Linked DNA regions of Mus musculus: region 1 is linked to region 2. A link is a contact called in public Micro-C data. All regions are on one chromosome and are shown on one strand. The core of a region is the stretch at or near the end of the contact, and the rest is flanking DNA. Distances in the headings are between cores, read along the strand shown.

Region 1 (4,748 bases), core at 34-2,533, 520 kb after region 2:
AGCCCCACCCATCCCGCCTGTGGGGGCAACCTGTGGTGGGGGGGAGTGAGGCAACACGATTAGGTAGTGATAGAGAGGGGGGACATACAACCCCCCATCTCCAGAGCAAGAGGACGCATCCTGCTTCCCTCCGCCAAAATAATAGCCGAAGTCAAAGCTCCGGCTTCCCAGGGGCTGCCTCTCCCCCCACCTTCCCCCTAGAACCAAAACGTCGCGTCCCTCCCAACCGCTCGCCCCCAGCCCTTACTTCTTGTTGACGGCCGAGGTGGGGGGGCGTGGGAGCCATGCATGAGTTGCCTCTAGGTTCGGGATGTTGGTCTCCTCTGAGTGAAGAGGTGGGATCTCGAAATGGAAACAGTCCTCCCTCCCCCCCCCCAACCCCCCCCCGCCGGTCCCTCCCCTCCTCCTCCTCCTCTTCGTCTGTTTACCTCAAGTTTGAATTTTATCTGCGCAACATTAGCTGGAATGCGGACATTGAAAAAAAAAAAAAAAACCACTCGCTCTCAACCCGGCAGCAGCTCCGGAGGAGCCATGTGGCATCAAGCCACCGCAAAGGGGAAAAAAAAGTGCTCTTAGCAACACAAACATGGCGAAATAGCTCCGACATGCCCGTTTCACGCAGCAACCCTACCTTCCTTCGCTCACCCGCCGAGCATCCTGGCCCGCTGCCTCAGGCCCCTTGTGGGGGACCGTAAGGGGGCCCCGGGGACTGCGAGGGTGGACGTCAAGAGAGTCCACCGGGAAAATAGCACAGATGACGCGCCAACCCATCTGCCTCACCGAGAGTGCGGGGACGCTTTTTCCACCCCCAAGGTGGGAGTTGAGCACCAAATCCTGTCCCCAAGTCCTGCTGGACCCGTTTTCCCCACCCTAAAGAACTTACCTTGAGGCTGAACACTACACCGCTTTGCTCTCTTTTCTGGTTCCTTCCTCTGGAGTGAGGAGGAAAATGATGCGCACGTAGATTCCGAGAGCGTATTCTTCTAGAATTTTCCCATGATGGTTGGTGGGGAGCGATGGGGACTCTGAGACAGGTGCGGGGCTGCCGGCTAAAAGTTGCTCAGCGCACCACGGTGGGCGACAGGGTCCCCGGAGCGGGCGGAGGACCCCCACTCTCTGTCCCTGGCGTCGCCCACTTGTCACGCCAGGCTGCTGCGTGCGCTCGGCTGCAGAGGAGGTGGCGTAGTTTCTCTTTCTCCCACCTCTTCTCACTTGTTTTGTAGCCGTGGGCTCCCCTAATGCTTTCCTCTCCACAATGTTGTTTCATTATATCATGTCCATCATGTGACACCGGAGAGGCCTCTCTATGGAAACTTAAAGGGGCTCCCACGTGACTGCAGCAGCAACAACAGCAGCAGGACCGCCGGCGGCGGCGGCGGCAGCATTTGTACCACCACCCACCAGGAGCCCCTCGAAGCATCCCGAAGGGGCTTGTGGCGCTGCGAAAGCCCAGATAAGGGAGCCACTGCATCCGGGAGCTATGGCGTCGGTGCGTGCGTGGAGCCAGTGCTCATTACACAGCAAGCGGAACAGGAGCGTCCTTAAATCCTTTCCTGCAGTCACCAAGCCCACGCTCTGTTAAAATGACATTTCGTGGTTCCTACTTTATTTTCCCCCAAGAGCTGTGAGTTCCCTATCAGGCCTGATTAAATTTTACAAAGTCAAAAAGAAAAGCCAGATTTGCCCTCTCAGTGAGCTCACTCGCAGATCGTTGGTAGAACAGAAATGCCCAGAAAATAACAACCAGAACCGGGCATTTGGTCCATAATTACCATCACTACCAGTTTCGGAGCTTTCTGGAATTACATTCCTCCGGTAACTGTTGATGATGCTCTCAAGAGGCAAAATGCAAGGCAGTTTTTCTCTTCCGCGGCTATATTAGGGCTTTGTTGCTGACAACAGTAAAAACTTGTTTGTGTCAGGAAGTGAGGTATGAAGCCATGACCTGTAAGGTACAGACAAAACCAAAGTGGCAGTTTGGGCACTACTTTTCTGACCACATTCTTCCAAATGGTGACAAGATGACTGCCATAAAATGCGTGCTTGGTTGGAAATAAGATGATCAGGGAAACATGCTTATCCCTTAATCATACTGTGCATGCTACACACTAGAAATTATATATACATATATATGCGTGTGTGTGGACAGAGCGCAAACGTGCATTTTCCTGATATTCCAAACCACCAATTCTGTCCCCACTGCTAGCATTTAACTTAAGTATTAGCGTTTAAAGGCTTATTCGTGTCTAGTGATGTATGGAAACTAAGTTTGAAGTCCTTAGTCTTAATGACTTGCAATGTATGTGTGTGCAAGGTGTGTGGGGGGGGGGGTCTACTTCGAATCGCAATTCTCTGTCTCTACATTTTTATGTACCATGGAAAAACATCCTATAAGTAAAATCTATGATTAAATTGCTATTTTTCTGTTGGTTCACACTTTTCCGTCTTTATAAGGAAAACGGGGTTGGCAGAATTGTGGAAAAAGGATAAGAAAACACTAACTCAGTAACTGAGGAGTGGGATGGGAGAGGACCAACATTCCGGCCTGGCCTTGATTATCCGTCTCTCTCCATCACTTATGAATGCATTAGGTCTCCCTCTAATTCTAACACCCATCCTTATGGCCTTCTAACCTCAAGTCTAATTCTTTCATCCTTTTAACCCTCTTTTGCCTGGACCGCCCAGCTCAGGCTCTTTGCTTATGTACCCAGCTCAGGCCTTCCCAAATACTTAACCCCACCACCACCAGCAGCAGCAGCAGCAGGAAGAAGCAGCTGGTTCTCTTCTCAGCAACCTTACCCCCTTACCTCTCTTTGACCTCCTTTAATCTCCTCCACAGCCTGGCCCTTGACTTCACAGATTCCTCTTACCTTTCTTCACCTGAAATGGCCTGCCCTTTACTGGGGTCTCCTTTACCCCTCCTCTCTGGTCCCATCCCTTCTGCGGGCGAACCCCAGCATTCCTCCACGGCTCGGCCTGGTCAGCTTGAACCACATTTTGTCGGCTTGCCCTGGGCAAAGAGGGAGTTTATGGTGGAAAGTGGGTCCAAGACTACCCCTGGGTTAGACCCCTGCCTTGCCCCATCCGCTCCTCCCAAGCCCTGGTTGCGGCGCTTCCTGGGCGGATGGTTTGGACTTGCTGCTGCAGCTGCGGTTCTGCTGTGTCATGCAAGAAGGAGGCGGCGGCGGCGGCCGGAGCTGGAGGGGGAGGAGGGGAGGAACCTGATCCTCGGTAGCGAAGGGCTGGAGGCAAACACCGAGCTCCCCCTGAGCCGCCTGGGAGCAGGGAGGGTTCTGCTACCCTGAGGGGCCCTCCCCGCGGGGCAGAGGGTAAGTGGGGAGGCGCAGGTGGTCGCCTTGGGAAGGGAGCGCGCAGGGGGGTTAGGTGGGACGGCGGGACCGCTAGGAGCTACCCGAGCCCCAAGGAGTCAAGTGTCCGACTAATAGGAGCCCAGGCTATAGAAGAGTTGGTCTGCCAGTAGCAGCAAGAACTATTTGCCTAATGACAGTTGTCCTTAGCCACACGGTGGGTGGAGTTGTAGATCCCGAACTCAGGACCCATCTAAAGGCAATGATTCACGGTTGCAGGAACTTAATCCCAGCAGCCCTGGCGCTGTAGGACACCCTTGAAATGAAAAGGCCAACACACCCCAGGTTCCTCTAGCCTTTCTGGACTTTCTGGGTTGTCTTCTTCAAATCTAGGGGAAAGGCTGGGAAACTGGCCCAACCCCACTTTAGCCACAAAAATAACGCTCTTGGCCGGTGGCCCTAGACAAGCAGCCTCTGGTGCAATTAAACAATCAATAGGAAAAAGCCCACCCTCCTCCCTTCTTCACCAGCTCCTTCCACCAAGGTAATTCATGGGGCTTAAAGGAGAAAGAAAATGTGGTATATGTTGCCCTATCCAAGCTGTCAGTCAGTCTGCCACTACACAAATGGCCACCTGTACACTCCAGGGTTCACCCTGCCTTCAGAGGGATGCTTGTGAGAGACACAACAATACTGCTCCAGGTAGCAAGAGGAGACCACCTTAAACTCCCGACAATTTCACCTCCATTGCCCCTTCTCCCCCCTCCCCCGCCCCCCAGGGGAATTGGAAACCTAGACTTGAGAGCAATGAACTGTAGAGACAGGCTGGGCACATAGGAACACTGCTCTTTCACCTGCCCGCAGTTCTCAGGACAGCAATTATTGTTATTATTATTATTATTATTATTATTATTATTATTATCTTATGTTCCTTTCCATGTCCCTCCTGGAAATCTCAAGAAGCACTTTCTGGAACGTTTTAATGTCAGTCGTACATTTAGAAGTAGGGGTTGAGGGGATTAACGGAAAGGCTAATGACTGTCTCAAAAGCACATGCGGTTGCTAGGGAACTCATGCTCGTCCCTGCTCTCTAATCACCAGTGCGTTCCAGGGAAATCAAACTGCTCGGGGTGTTATTAAAATGAACGGCATTTGGTTGAAGGCTTCTTTGCTTATGTTGTAGCATCCTGGATTGTTATCGATTGCCTCACACCCACATACCTTGTTTTCCTAATTTGATTTCTGTATTTGCGTCACTGCCAGGGACACTCAGACTAGACCAGTCAGGTTCACTTCCTGTTTCTCAGAACTGGTTTATATTTGGTCTCTGTGCTCTAGCTGGTAAGACATTATCACGCTGATCCTCTTGGAAAGGAATCTTTGCTTTCCGTTGACAACAAATTATCCCAATTAAATGCTAATTCTCGTGGAAAACGTCAT
Region 2 (4,238 bases), core at 334-2,833:
ATTATTTTAGTTGACAAAACATAATTTATTTCTAGGAAAAAAAGGTTGACATGCACACACTGTGCAATTATTAAGTTAGTAAATATCGTCATTACCTCCCTTGTTGTGAGGAGAGGTTTGGAATGTTCTCTTGGCTAATCTGAGATGTACATTAAATTTATATTTTAGTCACCCTGCTGTGTCATCTCCTGTGCCATCTCAAAAGTTTAGTTCTCCTAACAAACTTTCTACCCTGCGACCAGCATCTCTTTGTCCCAGACGCTATATCCCTAACTTCTGGTGACCATTATTCTAATTTCTACTTCACTGAGTTGGACTTTAGACTCCAAATGTAAGTGACACTGTGTAATATTTACACATCACTATCAAGGTTTAGTAGTGGCGGCACATGCCTTTAAATTCCAGTATCTATGAGGCAGAGGCAGGTGGATCTCTTTAAGTTTGAGGCCAGCCTAGTCCACATAGTGAGTTCCAGGACAGCTGGAGCTACATAGTGAGACTGTCTCAGAGACAACCAACCAACCAAACAACAACAACAAAAAACAACCAAACAAACAAAAAACCCCACCAAAATAACAGACATTACTATCATGGCACTCCAATACACATGCCACAGTTTCCGACACCAGGCATTCAACAAGAAATCCAAGACCTACAACTGGTGTTTGCTATGAAGGTGCAGAAGGCCCCTCTCAAATTGCCTTTTGTTCTGTAGACTCCTACTGGGACTTGGTCGGAGTTGAAGCTCTCCTTGGCTTTACACAGGCTGTTCTAGCAAGCTCTTCACCTGACTCACGAGTGGCCTTGATGGGTTGGGGCCTTTTCAGCTCAAGAACGCCCCTCCTTCTCTCAGCTTGAGTGCTGTCTTTCCTCCTCCATCTCTCTCCCGAAGCTCACCAATTTCCATCACTAGACTGAACTCTACTGTAGAGACTCTGTCGTTCTCTTTGTAGGTCTGGTTACTTGTTTGGTAAGGGTCAAATAACACTGGGTGACATTAAACTGCTACAAATGCACAAGGGCACTGAGGGTAAAGGAGAACAAAGGGCCCTATTTTGCTCCCTTTGCAAGGGCGGCTTGGCCTGGGGTACCCCAACTCAGAAGTGATGGGCCCCTTCACCTCCTTCCATGTTTTGGGGGTCTTTGATTTTTACTTTGTTTGCAGGTGTCACTCCTAGACTGTAAACTCTTTGAGGGCAGGGGCTGTGTCTTTATGTACTTGGCTCCTCCAAGCCTCGAACGTCGGTGTCCGGTGGGTCTTTGTGGGGCGAGCACGCCCGGCACCGGCGGGTGCCACTGACGTGGAGCCTCGGCCTGCCCCGCCCCAGGCCCTGCGCTCGGCCCCCTCCTCACGCTGGCCACTTCCCGCCTTCCGGGCGGCGGAAGTGGCCGGCTGTTCGTCCCTGCCCACGTGGCGCCTTTTCCGGTGCGCCCGCCCCCTCCGGCTCTCGGGTCCGGACCTGGCCCTCACCTCAGGATTCCCAATGTGCCTCCGGGCAGACATATTTGCTCCAACCGACCACGCTCGGGGTTCTAGCCTCACGTCTGGCTACTAATCTAGCTTCCTACCCCCCTCCAGCCCCCACTCAGCCGCCTCCCTGTAACCTCTCTTCCGATTGGCTCGGCTGCCCAGGCCAGCCAATAGAAGCTCCGTTTACTGCTTCGGCCCGGGCGGGGAGAGCAAAAAAAGCTGCTCAATGGTTGCCAAGGGCAACGCGGGACGCCCGCTAGCGCAGCTTGGATCCTGGCGCCCAGCTCCTGCCTGAGCGCGGGAAGGAAGGGGGAGGGGCTCCGGCGCCTGCGCAGACCTGAGAAGGGGGGGGGGGGGAGGGTCTGGCCTCAGGCTGGAGAGAGAACACAAATTCACCACAGGTCCCCCCAACCCTTTGTAAAGTCTTTCTAACCAAACATCGGGGCTACTTCTTCCACGGCAAAGGACATGATTTGGGCCAGGGATGTTCAACTGGAACGAGAGTGCATAGTTTATTATGTTCAGGTCTTAAGTTATTATGCAAATTATGCAAAATATCATAAGTAAACACAGTAATTATTGTTGCTCTAAAAGCTTTTAGTCTAGCGAAAGAACAGCAACCTTAATTGCAAAGAGCACACACCGTTCAGTGGTTCATCATTCATTTAACAAGTATTTAATAAGCACCTTATGAAGAAAGCGGCAGTATGTTTTGTGGAGGATGGGAAAGATGACTAAAATCCGATCCCGTTGTCATGGAAACCATTGTAACTCCTGCCACCAACCACCACCTGTTCTCATTCCAGATCTGAAAATTAAGTCCTAGCACCTTTACAAAACAATTACCCACACAGTTTGACTTGGCTCCTAAATGTCCCACCAAATCCATCAAAATTACTATTTCATTTTACAGGGAAGAAACAGCACAGTAACCCTTTGTCCTGTGCTCTAAGTCGTTTTTTTTTCCAGGAATAGAGAAAGGTTCCATTGGTTTGTTCATACTGGCTAGCTCTGTGTTAATAACAACATCCATGTGAACTATGGCAGGGTCTACGCAGATGACCTAGTCAACAACGTGGTCTCTCATACCCTGTCGTGCCTCATAGCAACTTCAGGAACCTGCTCTTAGGGCCGTATCTTGGATCAAGTCATTCAGACTGGACCTCCAGGATCTTGGACTATTGTCCTAACTGCCCCTTGTACTGTGTTTAGTGTTTAATACCTACCAAGGTTTATCTTAAATCCCTTTACCATGTCTAGTCTTTAACCCTTCTAAAATTCCCACTCATCATTCTATTAGAATGAAGGATTGGGGGCTGCAAAGGTTAGAAGGGAGTAGATAGGGTGTATTTATCACATCTTTGCATAGCGAACCCCTGTGCAGCTTGGAGTTGGAGTAACTCTAGCTTTAATTTTTTTTTCAAATCCTATTATTAACGATGGTTCTTAAATGCTTTAACCTTCCTTGTAGCCCACCACCCCACCAGAGGTAGTAGAAAAGAAAGGATATGTGGGAAATGGACCTGTTTAGAAAGGTTCTTTGGAGCAACTCAGTGTTGTCTGGAAATCGGCAGTTCAATTCACAGGTTAGCAGGCAGCGGCAGCTTGATCTAGTTGCAAATACCTCACGGATACACCAGGGGTCCAGTTCGGTAAAGTTGGCTTAGCAACAGTGGTGACAAGACCTAGCAGAGACAGCCTGGCCCCAGCCTCAACTTGAGTCAGCAGGAGGGACCATCGGGAACCCAAGGAGAAGTTCTCTGTTGTGCCTCTCTCAGGAAAGTGAAGGCCAGCAAAGACCACCGAGACCCACCAGTGTTGCACAGCTAACTGTATGAGCAAGCCGGGCTCTGTCTCCGTCATTCCTTGGAGTCCCATTTATGCCTTTCACACATCAAGTGTCCTCCACGTGCCTTGCCTCAGCACACGTCTTACCTCAGCAGGACGCTTGCCTAAAGCACAGGCATCCAGTCAGCCCCAGTCCTTGGAAGCCGCAACAAACTGCAGCACACCACCAGAAGGGTTTTTTTTGGTGCATTTTTCTCTACTGTGTCCGAACAAATGCAGATCAACAATACAATGTAGCTCAACAACACAATGTAAAGCAGACCGATACATGCGTGTTGTTAGCAAAGAATCCTTCATCACCTGTCCTTTTATGCACTTGCTTTAGAACATCCTCTCTCCTGTGTCTGCTTTAGACACAGTTCCCTCATGAATCGGCCTTAGCCTTTCCCACCTGTGTCCACTTTAACGAAACTTTCCTTCACGTGTTTGTCATAGCAAAACACCATCCAAATGACTTCTCAGAGAACCCTTACATTTCCACTTCAAAGTGACCATAGGGATTATGGGTAGAAAATTTGGAAACGGACATGTGGGATGGCTTTGTTGTCAAGGTCCTGGCTGCCAAAGTGAGTGACCTGAGGTCAATCCCTGGAACCTACATGGTGGAAGGGGAGGGGAGGACCAACTACTTGCAAGTTGTCCTGTGACTTCCATGCATGTACACACGCAAGCATACTCAGAGACTAAATGAGGGAGAAAAGGAATAAGAAGGGGCCAAAGCCCAGAGGTTGGAGGAAAGGAAGAAAGGAGAAACTTGAAGGCTATAGGTGAAGCGATAGAGGTCCATGAAGTGGGGTAAGCAAGATGAGAACCTGGGCTATGGCAAGGGCAGCTATAAAGCTTTCAACTTGGAAATCAAGCAAATGGGTGGGTGATAACGCATTCATAAGGGTACAGACCAACAATCCAATTTCCAAGA

The links. Hi-C and Micro-C count contacts between places; a contact is called where the count stands out from the background.
Region 1: a Micro-C map of embryonic stem cells shows a contact between it and region 2, with 2.7 times the contacts expected there. The contact joins the promoter of Lncpint here to the promoter of Cep41 in region 2. A contact is called at or near these places in 2 of 484 Hi-C or Micro-C datasets (both in embryonic stem cells) and 1 of 115 datasets of contacts at active chromatin or transcription factors (memory CD8 T cells).

Annotation. Positions count from the first base shown.
Region 1 is chr6:31,217,191-31,221,938 of GRCm38.p6, forward strand. It overlaps Lncpint (long non-protein coding RNA, Trp53 induced transcript), which reads right to left and starts at 1,284. Exons shown (of 4, transcript NR_110471.1): 1 at 884-1,284. It overlaps 2210408F21Rik (RIKEN cDNA 2210408F21 gene), which reads left to right and starts at 3,161. Exons shown (of 6, transcript NR_040262.1): 1 at 3,161-3,329.
Region 2 is chr6:30,692,166-30,696,403 of GRCm38.p6, forward strand. Cep41 (centrosomal protein 41) reads right to left here and starts at 1,584. Exons shown (of 11, transcript NM_031998.3): 1 at 1,472-1,584. The coding sequence starts at 1,504.